Regions from separate parts of the Rattus norvegicus genome. Here region 1 is linked to region 2. Evidence: chromatin contacts called from public Hi-C data. All regions are on one chromosome and are shown on one strand. The core of a region is the stretch at or near the end of the contact, and the rest is flanking DNA. Distances in the headings are between cores, read along the strand shown.

Region 1 (5,391 bases), core at 1,092-3,591, 780 kb after region 2:
ATTTTTTTTAAATATATATATATACAAGCTAGCACATACAGACAACAGCGCTAATGCCCTCCCTTGTGTGTGTGCCTTCTAGAAAACGGAAAGCTTACAATACCTCCTCCATTAAAGCCGAAGGCCTAGGACCCAGCCTGAGCAGGGACTGCCAGGGAGACATGAGGCCTGGGATTTAGAGCCCCTTTGTGCGGGTGGTGGAGGCTGGGTTTGGGAGAGGGGAGAGAAAGGGAGACAGACAGTCCTTTCTTTTTCTTTCTAGCTTGCTCTCTTTTTTTTTAAACGAGCCCCCCAAAGGCTCACTCGTCTTTTGCTCGGTCCTTGTTGATCTTCTTCATTTTCATCCTGCGGTTCTGGAACCAGATCTTGACCTGCCTTTCGGTGAGGTTGAGTAGCCGGGCCACTTCGTACCTGCGGTCCCGTGTGAGGTACATGTTGAACAGAAATTCTTTCTCCAGTTCCAGCGTCTGGTGTTTTGTGTAGGGACACCGCTTCTTCCGAGTGGAGCGAGCATGTAGCCAGTTGGCGGCCGGGTTATCTGTGGAGGGAGAGAGACACGGGGTTTAGAAGGAGAAGGGTCCCGGGTGGGTCTGAAGGAGCCTCTTGGGGGTCTCTGGTCGAAGTGCAGGATGCGGCTGAATTGGTTAGAGAAAACACAATGAAGCCCTAGCAGACAGACCCACGGAGGGTCACAACAGCGCCGGGAAAGTCTCAGTTCCCCCTACCATCCCCACCCTCCTTTCGCCTCTCCTGTCTCCTCCTCTTCTTCTTTCCACAGTCTGCATATTGTGAAAGGGTGAAATTTGGAAACCATTTTTTCTTTCTTTTTCTTTTTCTTTTTCTTCCTTCCTTCCTTCCTTCCTTTCTTTCTTTCTTTCTTTCTTTCTTTCTTTCTTTCTTTCTTTCTTTCTTTCTTTCTTTCTTTCTTTCTTTTGCCAGTAAAGAGCAAGCTATCCTGAGTTCTTGTGGCAAGATTAATCTCTCTCTCTCTCTCTCTCTCTCTCTCTCTCTCTCTCTCTCTCTCTCTCTCTCCCCTCCCCCCCTTTCCCCAGCTTCCTCGCAACTGCCCCCACTCTTTATTTGACCTTCCCGGAAGGCCGTGGGAACTACGCGGGAGGCAGGATGCCCCAGGGCCTTTGATCAGGGCTCCACTTTATTTGAATAAATCTGGCAAAGGGACCCTCGTGGTTCCAAAGCCCGTAGCCTCATCTTGGGCAGGATTTCCGCCGCCACCGGCCGAAAGCAAGAAATGGAGGGAATCGGAGGTCTCCCCAAGCGTCCCGGGTCAGATTGCCCGGCTGACGTCGCTGCCACAGTTCGTGCACAATCTAGCCGCACAAAAGACTTCTCTGCGCTGCTTTCGAAGAACCGCCCAAAGTCTGTCTGTCCTAGGCCTGGGCAGCTTAGGAGAGGGGCGGCGGGTCTCGGCTCCACTCGCTCGCCCGCCCCGCCCCCTCGTACTGCAGTATCCTCCTCCCTTTCCCCTAGCTGGCCCGGCCTGATCCACACGGTTCTCTGGACTTGGGGCCCCTATCAGAGGTGTTCCAAACACCAACTTCTGGTTCTCGGGCCCTAGATTCAGAGGCACCCATCGAGAACGAAGGCAGGCTCGAGAGAAAGCTGATGCGCTGGTAGATCCTGGTGGCCTGCGTGGAGGCAGCGGCCGATTTGCAGGAAGGAGACACTTACTGGGATCGATGGGGGGCTTGTCTCCACCGCTCTCATTCTCGGCATTGTTTTCGGAGAAGGCGCCTTCGCTGGGTTGTTTTTCTCTATCAACTGGAGGAGAACCACAAGCATAGTCAGTCAGGGACAAAGTGTGAGTGTCAAGCGTGGGACAGTCACCCCTTCTGGCCGACAGCGGTTCAGGTTTAATGCCATAAGGCCGGCTGGAGGGTAAGCCCGCGAAGGAGAGCGCACCCGGCGTGGGCTCCAGCCAGGAGCGCATGTACCTGCCGTCCGGCGCCGCCGCCGCCACGGGCGCCTGGGGGTGCACGTAGGGGTGGTGGTGGTGGTGATACACCGCAGCAGGCACCGCATTGGCGCCTGCCGCGTGCACTGGGTTCCACGAGGCACCGAACACCGCCGCCTTGGACTGGAAGCTGCAAGGGCTGAAGTCGGGGTGTTCGGCCAGCGCTGCCGCCTGCCTTTGGGGTTGGCCCAGGGCCCCTGGAGCGTAGCGTCCCGCACCCAGCTCGTCCGCAGCGTCAGCGCCTAGCAGGAAGGAGTCCACATAGTAGTTGCCCAGGGCCCCGGTGGTAGCCATCGCAGTAGCCCGCGCCTGGCCGGCCCAGCCCGACCCGCCGAAATTATGAAACTGCAGATTTCATGTAACAACTTGGTGGCACCAGGGGGGGTGAAGTACAGTCACCTAATAAGTTGCCGGCGCCCGCGCCCCCATTGGCCACGCGCGTCACGTGTCCGCCCAGCAGAACAATAACGCGTAAATCACTCCGCACGCTATTAATGGCCCGGTGTTTTGCAGTCATAATTTTTATAGCAAAAGCCATATGTTTTTATGCAAAGGGATCGCGCAGCTCCACGATCTGGTTTGTTTTAATTGTGGCCAACGAAGATTAAAAGATCAAATCTGGCCTTGCCTCGGTACTCTTCCTTGCCACCCCCTCTACACACACACACACACACAAACACACACACACACACACATACCAGACACACACACTTCTTAAGCGGACTATTTTATATCACAATTAATCACGCCATCAGGAAGGCGCGGGTCCCGCGTGCGAGCACGGCCAGCAGAGCCCCTCACATAAAATTAGACAATAATTGAAGCCATAAAAAAGCAGCCAAATCGCATTCTCACTCCACTGTATTTAAATCTATATTTATGATATTTCATAAGGAGTTATTGTTTCGGAAGCCACACAGGCTGGTGGAAAGTCAGGAACGACCAACAGATTCGTTTGCCTCGCTGCGGCTCCCTGTAAAAATTTATGGGGACTTGGAAAGGTTAAATTAGACTGTTGTGTTTGGTTGGTGAGCGCCCTGTAAATAATTCTTGCAGTCCTCAGAGATGTGAGCCCCCTCCCGCACCCCCTCCAGGCCCCGGCCCCAGGCCGGCCTCGAAAAGTCAAATACAAGGCTCTCTCCACCTCAAACAGTGTGACCACCGCCCTTGTCGCGATGCACCATCGATGATACCACCAACCTAAAATGCGCTACTGACCCTAGTTAGATTGGAAAGCCAGCCAGGCGCTTGCACAGCACCCAGATCACCCTTGCTCCACAAGGGAAGGCTCCACAGAGGAACTGCCAAGGAGAGGACTGCCAGCTACCCTCTAAGGTTTGTGTCACAAACGCCCTGCTGTGTCACAAGCGCCACGGCCCACATCTTTGAGCACAAAATGCTCCACGAATTTTCTTCCCTATCCAGCCGGTTCTAAGCTCCATCATCCATATGCCTAGTCACTATCAGTACCAGAGGAGTTCGTCTTGCTGAGGGCTCGCCTCTCCTAAAAGAGGAGCACGGGCACTTAAAATGGCCATCTCTGGGCCCTGTATGAACCTCCCTGGGATCCTTCCCTCCTCTGTTCTTTCTTCTCATTCCTCTCCCACCCCACTTCTCTCCCTTCCTTCCTTTTGCTTCCCTTCCATTCCCTTTTCCCTTCTTTCCGTCCTTCCCTCTCCCTTTTCTTTTTCTTTTCCCCTCTCTATCTCCAGCAACCCTGCCTTGGTTATCCATGAAACAGAACAACAGAGATCCAAGAGCCAACACTAGAGGACTGCAGCTCAAGTCCAGTGCTACAGAGGAACCCAGGAGGAGCACTGGACATTGACTTTAATCTCATCCTTTGGACAAATGGAGGATGTTGTTTTTCACCCTTAGAATTTTGGGGGATGAGGAAAAAAGTGAAAAGGCCACAGTCACTGTTGCTAATGGGAGGGATGGTGGCCCCATCCCAATCTGGAACACAAAGCATCAAACTCCTAGGAGCTGTGTAATTAAATTCACGTGTGGATTCTGTGCCCTCCAAGAGTATGTTTCTCATTACTTCACTTCGCTATCCACAAAACTGCTGGCTGGAGACATTTCCACCTTTGTTTTTACTTTCTTTCTCAGAAATAGTTCAAGTAAACACTTTCCAACACTGGCGGATTCCTGTCTCAGGAGACAAAGATCCCCCCAAAATATTAGGCTCTACACCAAAGAGGGGCTGTGAAGCTCTCTGGGAATACAGACTCCCTCCTTTGCTCGTAGGCAGGAAGGAGAAGAAAGTGGCCAACACCAGCAACTGGATGTGGCCTGTCCTGACTGCCTCAGTCCCCTCCCCCTAATATTTTCCTTTCCCTACAAATTCCTCCAAGTCACACACACCCCAACACAGCCCAAGGTGTTCTAAATATCCGGCAGTCCTCTGAGGTTCAGGTTTTCATTAAAGCACTAATCCTGGAGCATAACTCTGCTCTTAGTTGTAAATAGTAGAGTACTCCTGGCTGGCTTTTTCACTTTTTGCATTCAGAGAAGATGTGTCACCACCACCACCACCACCATCATCATCATCGTCATCATCTTCTTCATCATATCCTTATTATTATTAATTAAAATACATTTTAAAAAACCCTGTAGTCTCCAACTAGAAAAATCACAAAGGAGCACGCATCGAGTATTAAGCAGCTGTTTATGTGTGGCCAGAAGGGGAAAAAAAATCCTAAAAGCAGATACTGTCCTTGTAAGTCTAGAAACTTGATCCTAAAGCGTACATGTTTTTATTTCTGCTTTCTTTTGGATGAGAAAGGAGTTGTATACACATCTAGAAATAATAAATGGATGAATCACACACCACCTCATTCTCAACCGAGAATCCTCCTAAAACTGTGGGCTTTGAAATAAATCCAATACCTGGATCCAGAAACCAGCAGAGAAGAATTGGGGGGAACCGGGTGGACTGGTCATTCAGATAACAGGTTGTTGACTGAGTAATGAAAACAATTCCCATGCATCAGCATGAGCCGGGAAGGGAAACAGAGTTCTGCGGTCTCGGTAGTGCCTATGTCGTTGGTGGGAAAGAGTGGTTTGTTTTCAGTCTTCTGTATTAAGAGTGGTTAGGCTGGTTTTCTTAGATTAGAATTTAGTCCAGTACCCCAGTTTGTGCCCTCCCTATTCTTGAATTGGAGGTTGTTTTCACTCACTTAAAATATATTGGAGCTGGGAAGGTCTCCTTTCTCAAACACTCAGCTGCACAAGGCCGGACATGTCTAACATTTTCTCAGTCTGATCCTGCTAGTAGCAAGCCAGCAAGTAATCAAGCCTTGGCCCCGGTGAGGCTCTTTCATCACGGTCAAAGGCCGAATTAGGGCCTGTAAAACTGGCGGAGCTGGTCAAAGCTTCCTGCTAGAGCTTTCCCAGTGGTCAGCTCCACAGAACTT
Region 2 (5,568 bases), core at 2,144-4,643:
CAGTATTTTTTTTATACAACCACACCTCACGTGCCTAGACACTTACAGACAATCTTATCCACAGGATCATGGTCATCAAAGGTAACAAAGCCAAAGCCTCTTTTTTTTCCAGACTGCCTATCAGTAATTATTTCAATAGTATCAATTTTTCCATATTCTTCAAAGTAATCTCTAAGGTGATGCTCCTCAGTATCTTCCTTAATTCCACCAACGAACAGTTTCTTCACAGTCACATGGGCTCCTGGTTTCCCAGACTCCTACAATAAATACAAAGTTAAATTCTGACAGAAAAAACCTTGACTACATCTTACATGTCCATCTTAAGACAAATTCTCCAGATGTTACAATAGGTTTAAAGAGGTTTGTATTGAGAAACATGTACAAAAAATGCACAGTATAAAAAGAAATGAGATCAATGTGCTTAGGTTTTCCTTACCTCTCTTGCCACAGCACGTTTTGGCTCAACCACCCTGCCATCAATGGAATGAGGCCTTGCAGCCATGGCAGCATCAACCTCAGCCATAGATGAGAAAGTTACAAAGCCAAATCCTCTTGATCTTTTGCTTGCAGGATCCCGCATAACCTTTAAATTCAGAAGATAATTCATCGTATTAGGAACTAAAAATATCAAGTAGAATGTTTTAACACTGATTTTATTCCATATACTATTCACTCAAAAAAAAAAAAAAACAAAAAACAAATCAAACCAGACTTTCAGAGTTAACGTACCACACAGTCTGTGAGCTTTCCCCATTGCTCGTAGTAGTTTCTCAAACTTTCTTCTGTGGTTTCAAAGCTTAAGCCACCAATAAAGAGCTTACGGAACTGTTCCTTTTCTCTCTGCAAAGGAAAACACCATTTCAATTTTTATTTACATTTTCTCTTTGTATGCAGGAAATTAAATTCTTAAATATGAGGTGACCTGCTGGCAGAGTACCTTTTTCCTCTCCAAAGGAACAGTTTCTAAAGTTTTCTGGGGGGAAAAAAAAAACTTACATCAAATTTAAACCATATGTTAAACTGCATTAGTTGTGTTACACCAAAAATTGTCTGAGCTGAGCTATACAAGTTTCAAAGTCACTAACACTTGGTCTAACTTTTAATTCACATAAATTTTTCTTCACAAAAAAAAATTTTTTTTCAGAAAAACCATGCCCAACTCTGAAGTCATTTAAAGGGTATTAAAGAATTCTTTTGAAATTCATTAAATCCTACAACCCAAGCACAGAGTAAATTATTTTTAAATAAAAAAAAAAAAAAGGCCCTCACTAATGTTTCTAAAACCACCACTTCCAAACACTTCCAAGACTGAGTTTCGGCAAAGTGGCATATTTGCTTTTCCTTATACTGCCCCCTCTGGTGTAAATTTTGACTACCTCAAGAGAAAAAATCCTGCAACTCTGAAACAAGCTCCATGAAGAACTCTGAGACTCCAGATGTATCACCTTAAATCTGTGATTTTTGTCTTGTTATCATCAAAAACCAAGATGTTAACAAACTAGGACATACTCTCCAGAACCTATTATGATTGCACAAAAAAATGAAAAAGCAAAAAAAAAAAAAATCACAAAAAATTCCGTATTGTTCAGCCCAAATCTATTAATTTCTCTAAAATATGCTTAAAAAGCCAATGTTTACTACATTTTTGTGTTCTAAATTTTAATAGAAATGAACAAAATTGTTTTTTTAAATAGTCAAATAACTACATTTCAATCGGTTTCCAAATGGAGTTTTGAGACAATTCTACAAAAATGTCAGTAAATACGTTTTCCTTAATCTAAATCACGAGTATTAAATACACGCAGTTTTCATATCACTAACAAAAAGCAAAAGCTCATTACTTACCTCGTAGATTTTTCCAAACTTACCAGACGTCCACTATCGATTATAAACAAGGTTATTTTTTTAAATGTGCTTGGCGTCAAAGAAAATAACCAAGTAGACCCCTTACAACTCAAACTTAAAAGCTTATCAATGTAACGATCCATCATGATTACAAACAAAAATAAAAAAATCGAATGACCAAGTTCAAATATATTGTGATCTCGAAGTAAGCTTTATAGAGCTAGCACATGGATTATTGTTCGCTGAGCCATGCTGAGTGAAGGCTACGAAAAGTCAGTTATTTCACTTCCTAATTGTGGCCACGTGTTAAGGATCCGTTTATTTTACCAACAAACACTAAGATTTCCTTAAAAAAAATGCTCATAATACGAATAATTCCATACAGGAGGATCCTTTCGGGTGATAAAAGTATCCTGCAATAAAATAAAAATCACCCTCCGCTCAAGATAGCGTAAACTCCCTAGGGTCTAAGATGAGCGCTCCGATTTTCCACTTTGATTTTCCTACTACTGTTCAAGCGGCTCACCCCGCCACTCGCAATCTTACACTAACTAGGAAAAAAATAAAACGTTCCTTTGCAGCAAGGCAGCCTTCAACTAACTACCCGCCCAGGGTTTGGTTGTACTACGTTATCTTTGGCCTGTTCCAGCGCCGCCGCCACCCCCACCCCGCTCTTCTATGTGGCTTCAGAACGCAATGGCGCCATTTCATCGAGGGGAAGGCAGCCTTTAGCGATGTGCGCAGGACTCTTTAAGATCCAAGCCCAAAACACTTAAATCCACCTCGAAACGCTATGAAATCATCACAAAACGATGGAAAAATCCCTAGGCATGTCTACGCAGACGAAAAAGAGAAAAGCAAACTAGTAACCCAAAGTGTTGAAAGCAAAATCGCAGCGAGGAAGGAGATGGGAAAATGGCGGACGCCAAATCCGGTTCCCGGGAGGGGGGAGGGGAAGCTTCGCAGAATCACTCCGGGGACCAGGGGGCCCCCGAAACGTTCCGCCACGAACATAACCGGATCCTTAGGCCGCGCACATCGAGAAGAGAAAGCGATGGCCCTCTCCTGCGCTCCTTTAGCGGTCCAGCCGCGTCGCGGCGGCCACGTCCCATCCCCCACCCCAGCAAAGGGAAATGGCGCCCGGCGGCTGAGGGCGGGGAAGGCGCTCGGACAATCGGGCCTCCGACAACGACGCCTCAGAAACTCGCCAAGGCCAACGGCCACTCGAGTGGCCGTATTCCCTCTGCCGGACCACGGAGGCGGGTGTCCGGTTTCCATTGCGGTGCCTCCGGCCTCACCATGCCCTTTCTAATAACTCATTGATTTCAAACCCGTTACCTCCATCGCGGACTCAGTCGCTTCAGCTCGATTTCCCGCAGCCGAGCGAGAAGAGAAAGACCTCCGCGGACGGACACGCACGGGACTCGTCCTGACGCTGTGGTGAGAGCAGCCGATGGCCAAGAAACTGCGCCGCACGGAGCACCTGCACACGGGACCGGCGCCGCTGCTACTGCCGCTGGAGCCGAGACCGCCGCTTTTCTAGAACCTTCCCCCACTAACGCGTCTCCGCTTACGTCAGGCCGTTACGCAAACGTCCTAACCGCCGCCAATGGCGGGAAGGGCCTACACTCTCCTTACGCCAAGTACGTGCTCCTCCCCCTTTAGGTATAGCGGGACTGGTTTACATGACTTGCGCAACTGGCTTCAGTGAATTGCGGAAGGCTCGTGCTCAGCGTGTTACTACGTCCGGAACTAGGTCCGGCCCCCACCTCCGCGTAGGGAGCCGAGAAACGGTCGCGCAGTTTGAAATTAACGCCGTCGGGAGGGGCTTAGGCTGGAGCTCTGGCGTGCGGCCCTCTCCACCAAAGCGCCCCCTCTGCAGCTACGCCTTTGCCAATCCTGTCTCCGGGTTTTCGAGCCACACAAATAGTTCTACCTGTCCCAAGGGGGCTCCTCACTCGGTCCCTCCCAGAAGGACTTGTAGTCCAAGTACAATCCCCAATGCCAAAAGCCTTGGGAGCCCGCGCCCAGTAAGAGGTGGTGCTTAAAGAACCCGGCTGTTGAGCTCCCCGGCCCTCGAGCTCCGGGTGAGGTGGGCGGAGCCCTGCTTTGGCGCGCTTTGAGACTGAGAAGCCTCCGCCGTCCTGCCTGCCTTCCCCCACCCTCGGGAGACCCCCGGGCGCCACGCAGCGAACGGTGAGCGGCGCGCGCGCCGCCCCCCGCAGGACGCGTTCCCGGCGGGCCCCGCGCGGCCAGGGCGTGGGCGGTGCCTCCCCCTCCCCCCCAGCGGAGCTGCCCGCGCCCCCTCCCCTCGGATGTGGCTGAGCTGAAGCGCGCAGGCGGGAGACTCTGCAGGATCCGCGGCCCTGAGCATCTGAGCGGTGAAGTCCGAGGCTTGCTTTCTATCTTGCGCGTGGTGGGGGTTAGGATGCTCTGTGCGCCCGAGCTTGCGGGGAGCCTGCGGGCCCCAAGCTCCGCCGTGGGCCGCGGGCAGGGGGGAGGCTGGCTCGGGCCTTGCTGAGGCGCCGCTCTGGTGAATGGGGAGATGGTACAATCGTGCACGAGGGTGGGAGCCGGATGACAGCTGCCTTGACTCCAGACAAAGCGCGGCCCTCCCCTCCCCCAGCCTCGCCGCGGGCCCACAGGGAGAGCAGTGCAGGCTCTGCAGCTGCGAGGCCTGAGGCCCCGGGCTTCGGCGCGCTCCCGGCTACGTGGCCGCCGCCGCCGGATGGGGGAGGCGCGGGCCCGTGGCGCAGTGCCCTTGAGCCCCCGCCGCCGCCGCCTTTGTTTCTCCCCGCGGAGGCGCTGACCACGAGGCCCGCTCTCTCGAATGGGGGACGGGCTACCCAGCTTGGTCTCTCGACGCGGGAATGGAGCTCGGAAGGGGCCCTCCTCGAAGGAGAACGGGCGTGAAGGAGGTCGATTTCTTCGGTTCTTATCAGAACAGTACTTGAGGCAGGAGGATTGCCAATCTGGACTAGAGATAGTGATTACCGTCGCCGCCCCCCCACACACACACCCGGAGAAAGAAAAAGGCTAGGAAATAGGACTGAGACATCTTAATGTGTTCCTTTTACATCGTGATTGAAGAGGGAGGGCTTCTGAAAAAATAAGGATGGAATTATATGAGCTCCTTGGAGTATTTAGAAATCTAAAGAAAAAAAAGTTGTATGGTTATTAACCGACAAAAGGTAAATAATAATAGTAACTGTTTTGGAAACAGAAGATTGCCTTTCATTCAAAATAAAAATTGAAATTGTAAAAATTCTATTTGAACTGAAAAAGTAATTCTCACCAACTAAAGTCTGAGGTACCAGTGTTCCTAGTAAGATTATTTTTACTAACCTCTAAAGCACTGACATACTGAAGTTATTAGTTACATACTGATAACACAGGAACTCAGAACTGTTTCCTTGCATTTTTACCCGAGATTCACAAGTTGAAAGCCACACAAAACTTGTAGTTGCCTTTTGTGTGTCATGAAAATTTAACCGTCCTACATTTTTTTTTCTTGCAATAGCTCTTCAAGTCTCCGATTAAATTTTAAAAATGGCCTCCAATAAAACTACATTGGTAAGTTTGTGAAAACCTAAAACATAATACTCTTAACTGAAGGGGGTTTTTTTTGTATAAAAATTAAAAGCTAAGAAAACATGTGGTGGTGGATCTCTTTGAATTTGAGGCCAGCCTGGTCTGCTGGTCTGCAGTGTGAGTTCCAGAACA

Evidence for each region. Hi-C and Micro-C count contacts between places; a contact is called where the count stands out from the background.
Region 1: a contact with region 2 is called in a Hi-C map of kidney, with 6 times the contacts expected there. The contact joins the promoter of Hoxa9 here to the promoter of Hnrnpa2b1 in region 2. A contact is called at or near these places in 2 of 12 Hi-C or Micro-C datasets (Schwann cells and kidney).

What each region holds. Positions count from the first base shown.
Region 1 is chr4:82,654,707-82,660,097 of GRCr8, forward strand. Hoxa9 (homeobox A9) reads right to left here and starts at 2,342. Exons shown (of 2, transcript NM_001401868.1): 1 at 1,690-2,342; 2 at 1-538. The coding sequence starts at 2,266. The coding sequence ends at 300.
Region 2 is chr4:81,872,493-81,878,060 of GRCr8, forward strand. It overlaps Hnrnpa2b1 (heterogeneous nuclear ribonucleoprotein A2/B1), which reads right to left and starts at 3,394. Exons shown (of 12, transcript NM_001104613.2): 1 at 3,184-3,394; 2 at 938-973; 3 at 730-840; 4 at 437-583; 5 at 47-257. The coding sequence starts at 3,189. Cbx3 (chromobox 3) reads left to right here and starts at 4,187. Exons shown (of 6, transcript NM_001008313.2): 1 at 4,187-4,226; 2 at 5,366-5,418. The coding sequence starts at 5,395.